Linked DNA regions of Sus scrofa: all the other regions are linked to region 3. A link is a contact called in public Hi-C data. All regions are on one chromosome and are shown on one strand. The core of a region is the stretch at or near the end of the contact, and the rest is flanking DNA. Distances in the headings are between cores, read along the strand shown.

Region 1 (2,856 bases), core at 23-2,522, 96 kb after region 3:
TATTGATTCTTCTGATCCAAGAACATGTTATATCTTTCCATATGTTTGTCATCTTCAGTTTCTTTCATCAGTGTCTTATGGTTTTTGGGGTACAGGTCTTTTGCCTCTTTAGGTAGGTTTATTCCTAGATACTTTGTTCTTGTTGATGTGCTGGTACATGGGAATATTTCCTTAATTTCTCTTTGTGCTAGTTTGTTATTAGTGTATAGAAATACAAGAAATTTCTGTATATTTTTTATCCTGCTACTTTACCAAATTCATTGATGAGCTCTAGCAGTTTTCTGGTAGCATCTTTGGGATTGTTTATGTATAGTATCATGTCATCTGCAAATAGTAACAGTTTCACTTCTTCTTTTCCAATTTGGATTCCTTTTATTTTTTTCTTCTCTGATTGCCATGACTGGGACCTCCAAAACTGCCAAATAAAAGTGGTGGTAGTGGACATCCCTTGTCTTGTTCCTGACCTTTCAGGAAAAGCTTTCAGCTTTTCATGGTTGTGTATGATGTTAGCTGTGGGTTTGTCATATATGGCTTTTATTATATTGAGGCAAGTTCCCTCTGTGCCCATTTTATGGATGATTTTTATCATAAATGGATGTTGAATTTTATCAAAAGATTTTTCTGCAACTATTGAAATGATCATGTGGTTTTTATTCAATTTTTTAATACTGTGGAGAATCACACTGATTGATTTGTGTATATTGAAGTATCCTTGTGTCCCTGGGATAATATATTACTTTTTATTAGCCATGAAGATTAAACCATTATGAGTTTTATTGCAACCTTAGAACCATTGTGACTTGAAAAAGTTAGAATTTCTAAAATTTTCTGATTCTTTGAGCAGTGAGGCAGTCAGTAGCTCATTTCTCATTCTCTGTGGTCTTGGTTCAAATATCAGTTCCTTCATTTATTAGCTGCAAAATTGTCCTGAGGCAAATTATTGCACTTGCTGAACTCAAGTGTTCTCATATGTAAAATGAGAGTAATAATACTAACTACATCATGTGATTGGTGAGAAGATTAAATGGATCCATATTGGAAAAAACAGTAAGAACATTGCCTTTCCCATGGTAAGTGCCTTGTGTTTTTAAATAATCACATATATAGTTGGGATGCTCACTGCCATTGCATTACCAGGAAGCCTGGACCAAGAATGGTGAGGCAACACTTGCAGTGGTCAATTATTTAAACCTTTGGTGGCTCTGTCACTTGGGGGCTGTGTCAGTTTCATCAGCTTGTTTAAACTTCCCCTTGTAAAATGGGGAAGAGATTCTTAGTGACAGCTTCTAATGGTGGTTCTGAGGATTGAATGAGATGGTATGTATAAAGCACTTGTGATGAGTCACAGATTTAGCTCCTAACACATCTGGATGGGCAGAGAACATATAGCTCCTTAATTTTGGTTTTCACTAATGTGGTCTTCCTCTTCAGCAAACTCTTGCTGATTCGAAGAGAAATTAACTGAATGTCCAGGTTGTTTTTGATCTTAGTCTGCTGTATGGATTTTAGATAAAGCTCTGCCTCTAGGGAAAAGTACCCAGACTTTGAAATCTCTGTCTTCCAGCCTTTGCAAGTCTCCTCTCCAAGATGAGATGTGAGTGTGTGCTGCTGAGGCAGTCTTGGTGGAAGGGAGAGTCCAGAGCTTTAGGCATGTGGTTCACTCCCATGTGCCATGTGGCTTCTTGCCATTCTTGGCTGAGACTTGAGCTGGTATAACGTGGACTCAGGAATCTTTGGGGTTGATTAGGGTCTGGCAGTCTCCTGGCTTGCCTTGCATCATCTCATTCTCAGTGGTATCACAGGCTTTCTGAATCCCTGCCTCCCTTCAGGAACAGAGGCTGGATGCCCCTGGGTGGACTCTCCACACCTAGCCTTTGAGAAGCACCACCTCTTTCCTCCCCAGGCTGGCATACTGGCTGCCAGCTCAGCTACTTTCTGATTCCCCTCTTCCCCTCGACCCCTTAGGGAGCTGTGAACCCTCTGGGTTCCAGCCCTACAACAATGGTTCCCACAGGTAACCAAGAGGTGCTCAGGAAAGCTACATTCCATGTGGTCTCTCTGCCTAACCACCTCCTTATGGACTTTGGAACAGAGCAAGCTGAGAGGTCATGTCTTCCTAGAGTCCTAAACAGGAGGTGGGTCAGGCTTTCCCAGACCTCCCTGATATTCCTTCAGATACTCTCTAACCACTTGGCTCTTTCCCCTGCTTTTTCTCCTCTCAGGGCCCCTGGGATGAGGATGAAGATGAGGTTTCTCCACACTCTGCTGCGTTAGGTCTTCACTTCACTGTGGGAGAATTCTTCAAGTTCGTGATACAGGCATTTAGAAATTCTTTCTCAGGACAATACACTAGTAAGCCTTGCACAAAGGCACATTTTGAATGTGAGATACTGAGTATTAGCTCCCACTTCTTTCTGTCCTAGGACACTTTTAACTTGAAAGGCAAGGAAATAGCAGCAGTATTTTCCAAAATATTAATCCAAAGTAAGCACATAATCAGTATAAACTTTACTTTGATGACGATGATCATTAAGTAACTATTAGCACAGTGTCATTGCTATTTGGTTTGCTTTTACCCTTGGATGGCTCATGAGTTCAGAGATCGCACACTTGGCATCATGACACATGTGTGCTCTACCTCTCATGGCTCTTACCTCCTCTTTTTTTTTTTTTTTTTCAGCCACACCATGGAAGTTCCCAGGCCAGGGACAGAATCCAAGCCACAACTGTGGCATCGCTGGAACCTTAATTTACTGTGCCACAGTGGGAACTCCTTACTTCCTCCTTTTTTTTTTTTTTTTTTTTCTTCCACTTCTTAGGACACACAGGCCCTTCTTTTCCTAGAACACGTGGTGG
Region 2 (2,847 bases), core at 333-2,832, 74 kb before region 3:
GAGCTGTGGTGTAGGTTGCAGACGCGGCTCGGATCCTGCGTTGCTGTGACTCTGGCGTAGGCCAGTGGCTCCAGCTCCGATTAGACCCCTAGCCTGGGAACCTCCATATGCTGCGGGAGCGGCCCAAGAAATGGCAAAAAGACAAAAAGACAAAAAAAAAAGAAAGTGTGTATTTCTTTATACCCTTGCCTACTTTTATTATTAGTGTGCATATCTTTGCCATTTTATTTTTATTATTTATTTAATTTTTTTGGCCATGCCTATGGCATGCAGAAATTCCCAGGTCAGGAATTAAACCTGCACCACAGTAGTGACACACTCTCCATAGCAGTAACAGCTTAACTGCCCTTTGCCATTTTAATGGGTATAAAGTGTAATCTTACTGTTGTTTTAGTTTAACTCCCTACCTTCCCCTGATATTTTATGAGCCAAACTTAAAACATTAAAAAAAACCACTAAATTTCTTCAAGGAGAGGTGATAATGGTGAGTCCATTGGTCTGTGTCTTTGCCAGGCTTGTGTATTCACATGGCACAGGCATCCGTTGCAGACACTTGGCTCTGTGAGCCCCTTACTGTTGGTTGAATATCAGAAGGCTGAGCTCATATGATGGATTTAACTGCAGAGCAGTACAATCTTATGAACAGGCACTGCCATAGCCCTGAATAAAATCTCTAACTACCCAATTGTCCAGTTACATTTTTTTCTTAGAAATACATACTCAGTAGAATTGCCAAACGCTTGTTTGTTTTAGCGCCTGGAGCCTTGCACAGGCTGCTGAGCCCCTTCATCATATCACATTTAGGGTGATGCCTCTCTAAAAAAGAAGTGTTACTTGAACTGTTGTGGTGAGTTGTTTGGGGGCAGTTCCAGGGCTGATCCTGGATTAGATAAACAGTGAGGTTGGCATTGTTTTGACACCAATCTTCTATTGACCTTGTCTGCGACCCCCTTCTTCCTCTTGTGCTCTTTAATCATAGGTATCCAGTGGTTTTCTCTTGCCCTAGTTCGGACTCTTAGTTTTTACCTGGGCCTCATCCTTTATTCTGGCCCTTTTCAGCTTTTTCCAGATTTCCTAATTCAAATGAAAAAGAAAGGGTTGTGTGTGTTCCCCTTTAACTCATGGTTCTGGTCTATCTCCCTTAGGTTATCTCTAAATGACTGGGTACACTGTTGTTGATGCATGGAATGTACTTCATGTAATAACCCTTCTTGGCACCATATTTATTTTTAACTGTGGCTTCTGGAAAAAGAAACGTAAACCAAAGACATGAATGTAATGGTAGGAATTTTACCCACTGCAGAAGAACAGTAGATGCTGCATTTCTGAGAAGATGAGTCTTCTGAAAAGGGCTCTGACAGTCCTTTTTGGTCTCTGAAATTAAATATTTCTAATGGATGCCTTTATTTACAAATCTCGGTATCTTTTTCCCTCTTATTTCTCCCTTCTCCTTTTCGTCCTACACATTGTCTGCACATTTGTTTTCAGTTGTTTTACACTATTAACATGTGTGGAGATGGGTGCAGTATTTCCTTCTGCATGGGAGCTGAGCTAAATCTGTGCCTCTTTCTATCCCCAAGGGAGGGAGGATCAGACTCTCCAGATGTGAAGGAACCTCCATAGTTTCATAGTGTGTGTTTGCACTCACTTGAGTCGACATACTTAGTTTATGTGTAAATTTCAGATCTTATTAGAAGAGAATGCAAGGATTTTTGTTTATGAAAATTGCTTTGGGGTTAAAAAAATTAAACACTCATATTTAAAACTGTGACTTTACATTTTTTTTTTCTTTTATGAAGTTATGGAAACACTTTTCCTTGTCAGTATAGAGTTTTTCCCAATCAAGTTGAATGTCATAGTGTTTCTCCCGGGAGATATACTATATGATCTGAACTGGTAAACATGCACTTTCACTAATAATCCCTTTGCCTCAGATAAAATACCCAGGAGCTGATATGGATATCACTTTATCGGCTCCATCATTTTGCCGCCAAATTAGCCCAGAGGAATTTGAATACCAAAGAGCATACGGCTCTCAGGAACCCCTGGCTGCCTTGTTGGAGGAAGTCATCACAGATGCCAAACTCTCCAGCAAAGAAAAGAAGAAAAAATTGAAGCAGGTAAAAAGCATATTTATAAGTCATTTCTTCTCCCTACTGTTCTTATGTTATTTTTCCCTTTTTATTCTCTATTTTAATAGATTTCATATGAATCTCATCTTCTGAGACATAGCAGTTTTGAAAGTAAATTACTTAATTCATTAATTGACACAACTGTGGTCTGTTTTCCAGATCTTTATTCTCTGATGTAGATCTTTTACCATTATTGAACTCTTCATTTGTGAAGCCATTCTCTAATATTTGTCCTTGGTTTTGATATGTGATAGGACGTGAGTTAGTGGAGTAATTACTTCAAATGCAGGGAAACTATCAAATGAGGATGGTTTCTTTTGATTTTTTTGAAAGGCATGTCATACTGAATTCACACATGTAAAATGTCCAGAATTTAAAATGCTTTGGTTTTAGATATCAATATCAAATTGGTTTCTTGCCTGAGACATCACTAGAAGTTTTTATTTCCTATTAGGCAACATGGACTAGGGTTTCAAAGACTAGTTTCCAACTCAGAATTGGTTTACCTTGATCATTTTGAAAGTATTCTTTTAAGAGCTAGTGAATGGTGTTTCTATTTAAAGACTGAATCCTGCATAACTTGATTTCTGATCATATCATATTTATGTATAAGATTATACACAATTCTAGATTCCCATAATATTTTTCTCATAGTAATTTTGGAGAAGAGTTCAGTGGTGTGGATCAAAGGAAAAACATACTGCTTCTTTGTAAG
Region 3 (2,707 bases), core at 201-2,700:
ACACTTCATTATTGTTAGAGGAAGTTGAATTCTGATGGGAAGAGTCTTGGTAGCCTTTACTTCACTGTCAATCCAGCCCTGATTTCCTCCTTCATTAAGGAAGAAAGCAGATGGATCCTTCCTTTTTCCTTTCCCGAGTAGGATGTCTTTTGTACACAATGGGCACGTGACCTCCTTTCACCAAGGAGGTTTACACCTCAGGGTAGTTCTCTTCCATAACAAATGCAGTTATTCACATTTGAGGAGTTAGGAAAATCACTTTCTGTTGACTTCCTGTTTTCTATTTCAGGCCTCCAAGCAGAACTTGCCATTTGAGTGGGGCCAAGCAGGAAACACAAAGCTGGAATTTTCTCCCGAAGTTAATCTGCCAAGGAGCTAAAGTAAGTTCGTGGTCTGAGGTGTTTGCCTCACCCCAGTCTTGAAGTTTGTCCTTCAGCTGCGCTTGTCTTCCTGCTATAGGGGGTGAAATGAGGAAAGCTTCTGGTCTTTTCTTGTGGGTTGGTCCCAAAGCTTTAGTGCACCCAGGGGGTCAAAACACGCTGCTCAGTCTGAGCTCTTGGCTAGATTGGGAGAGTGAAGAAGCTTCTCTCTTTGACAGTTCCCTAAGAATATCGTACTTTGGATTATCTTATTCAGGTTTCCTGTCTGAACATTTTATTTTACCTCTAGTGTGAAAGAATGAGGCTGAACTTTTCAGTTTTTTTTCCTCCTCCCCTCTCTCCTTCTTTCTCTGTTTATAATTCAAAGTTTTGTTCCCTTTTATTATCTCACGGCTTCCTTCATAGCACCCTGTGAGGTGGCTATTATATCCCCATTTTACAGAGGGAGAGACTGAGGTTTCAGTGAATTGTAGCAACTTGGCTAAAGTCACTCAGTTCATAACAGTGCTGGAACGGAACCCTGAGTCTTTTATCTTCAGGTCTCTCATGCTCTTCCCCCAAACCACATTACTTCTCTGGTGGCAGTTGTAGAGTGCAGGATGCTGACCAAAAGGAGAGGAAGTGGTGGCTGAGCTAGGAAAGCCTGAACAGATCTCATCAACCAGGGAATCGTGACCCTGATTAATAAAACAAAAAATGTTGACTAATTGCCAAGCATATGGGACTTGGGTACTCCTTTTGTGTTAGAGACTCTAGGATGGTGTGATGCGTCATTGCAAGAGAGGAGAATAACTAAAAATGTCAGGTGTGGGCCTAGTGGTGCATCACATCTTGTATTCAGGTGATGAGAGTTTTCCTGTTGGTTGTTGGGCTGAGGATGGTAGTAAGAAGACACTATGCTGTTCCCTGTTCCCCAGGTATTGGCAAGGTGGATGGGGGTGGGGAATCAATTGAGAATTGGGGGCTGATGATGAGTATCTGGACTTTAATAATGCATCAGGCCTGGAGGTAGGAAAAGGGCTTGGAAATTGTAGCTGCTCAGATGAAGCTGGTGAGGGAGCTCTGCTTCTTAGGATGGAGTGAGAATTAGGATAGGAGAGCAAGTGGGGCCTGTGGAAGATGTATTGGACTGTACACTGTGCCTGGCATGTTTCTCGAATGGCTCTGCTCCACCAGGCCTCTGGGAGGGTTCCTTTGATTTCAGAGGAGTCCTCAGGACTATTCAGGTGACCATGTTGTCTCGATAGATAGTAAATGGAAGGGACCTCTGTTCCAGGGCTGGTAAGTGTTTTCCTGACGCAGACTGTGACAGTGCCCTCTCTTCTTGTGTCAAGCCCCTCCCTCCTCAGCCCCAGAGCAGAAGTGGCCAGGAGGGTGGTGTGCTGGGTGCTGGCCTGTGGCCACTGCCCACACTGCTGTGGGATCCTGACCACTATCTTTCTGGGCCGACAGATGACAGAGTGTGAAGGAGAGCAGCCAAATATTGCGGCAATGAGGGATTGGCAAACATGGGCCTTGTCAGCAGAAATCTCACTGGAGAAAGATGCTGAGCGAGGAGGATTTTGAGATTTGAGAAGGCATCTTAGAAGTCTCAGTCCTGGAGTTCCAGTTGTGGCTCAGTGGTAATAAATCTGACTAGTATTCATGAGGATGCGGGTTCGATCCCTGGCCTTGCTCAGTGGGTTAAGGATCCAGCATTACCATGAGCTGTGGTGTACATCGCAGACTTGGCTTGGATCCTGCAATGCTGTGGCTGTGGCGTAGGCTCACAGCTGTAGCTCCATTTTGACCCCTAGCCCAGGAACTTCCATATACCTGCAGTACGGCCCTAAAAACCATGAAAAGTAAAAAAGAGGTACTCTCAGTCCTAACAAAACATCACCAATATGATCCAGGGGAGGGTAAATAGTCTATGGGACTGGCTGACAGAGATGGGGTGGGATGAGACGCAGGAGTGAGGTAGAGGATAAAGGAGGTGATAAAGAATATTGTTTTGCAGTTGACCAGAGGCTGTCTGGTTGGTGGCCACAGGCCTTCAGAGAGGGCAGCCATGCAGTCTGTTCTTAAGAAGCCTGTAACAGAATTTTTGTAAATGGAATTCTGTTCTGAAGACCTGAGGGAATATCACCCCTTTAAAAGAACCTCATGGGAAGGGAATTGCTTTCAAAAAGCTAGAGAATGGGGAGTAGACACTCAAGATTTGGTTTTGAATCTCTGGACTGGAATGCATTTCCTCAAAGGAGGAGTCACATTTTGCCCTTTCACCAGGAGGGGAAGGTTATTCTCTTACATATATGGAATGCAGAGTTCTTAACTGAGCAGCATAA

Evidence for each region. A called contact is a pair of places that touch in the nucleus more often than the background predicts.
Region 1: a Hi-C map of liver shows a contact between it and region 3, with 2.8 times the contacts expected there. The contact joins two enhancer-like sites. A contact is called at or near these places in 1 of 5 promoter capture datasets (liver) and 5 of 47 Hi-C or Micro-C datasets (liver and skeletal muscle).
Region 2: a contact with region 3 is called in a Hi-C map of fetal heart ventricle, with 2.5 times the contacts expected there. The contact joins two enhancer-like sites. A contact is called at or near these places in 3 of 47 Hi-C or Micro-C datasets (fetal heart ventricle, heart right ventricle and liver) and 1 of 2 datasets of contacts at active chromatin or transcription factors (skeletal muscle).

The regions. Positions count from the first base shown.
Region 1 is chr16:39,297,942-39,300,797 of Sscrofa11.1, reverse strand. The region is part of intron 3 of PDE4D (cAMP-specific 3',5'-cyclic phosphodiesterase 4D); the gene reads left to right. Among named protein-coding and RNA genes, the nearest start is that of MIR9800, 48 kb to the right of the region's middle. Within about 2 kb of position 1,272, at least 6 of the 83 cell types and tissues checked have an H3K27ac peak or open chromatin away from gene starts, as enhancers often do. A contact at or near this core is called in liver, where this site is marked.
Region 2 is chr16:39,468,231-39,471,077 of Sscrofa11.1, reverse strand. It overlaps DEPDC1B (DEP domain-containing protein 1B), which reads left to right. Exons shown (of 11, transcript XM_003133987.6): 10 at 1,935-2,120. Among named protein-coding and RNA genes, the nearest start is that of PDE4D, 63 kb to the right of the region's middle. Within about 2 kb of position 1,582, at least 4 of the 83 cell types and tissues checked have an H3K27ac peak or open chromatin away from gene starts, as enhancers often do.
Region 3 is chr16:39,394,069-39,396,775 of Sscrofa11.1, reverse strand. It overlaps PDE4D (cAMP-specific 3',5'-cyclic phosphodiesterase 4D), which reads left to right. Exons shown (of 19, transcript XM_021076868.1): 3 at 290-380. Among named protein-coding and RNA genes, the nearest start is that of PDE4D, 11 kb to the left of the region's middle. Within about 2 kb of position 1,450, at least 20 of the 83 cell types and tissues checked have an H3K27ac peak or open chromatin away from gene starts, as enhancers often do. A contact at or near this core is called in liver, where this site is marked.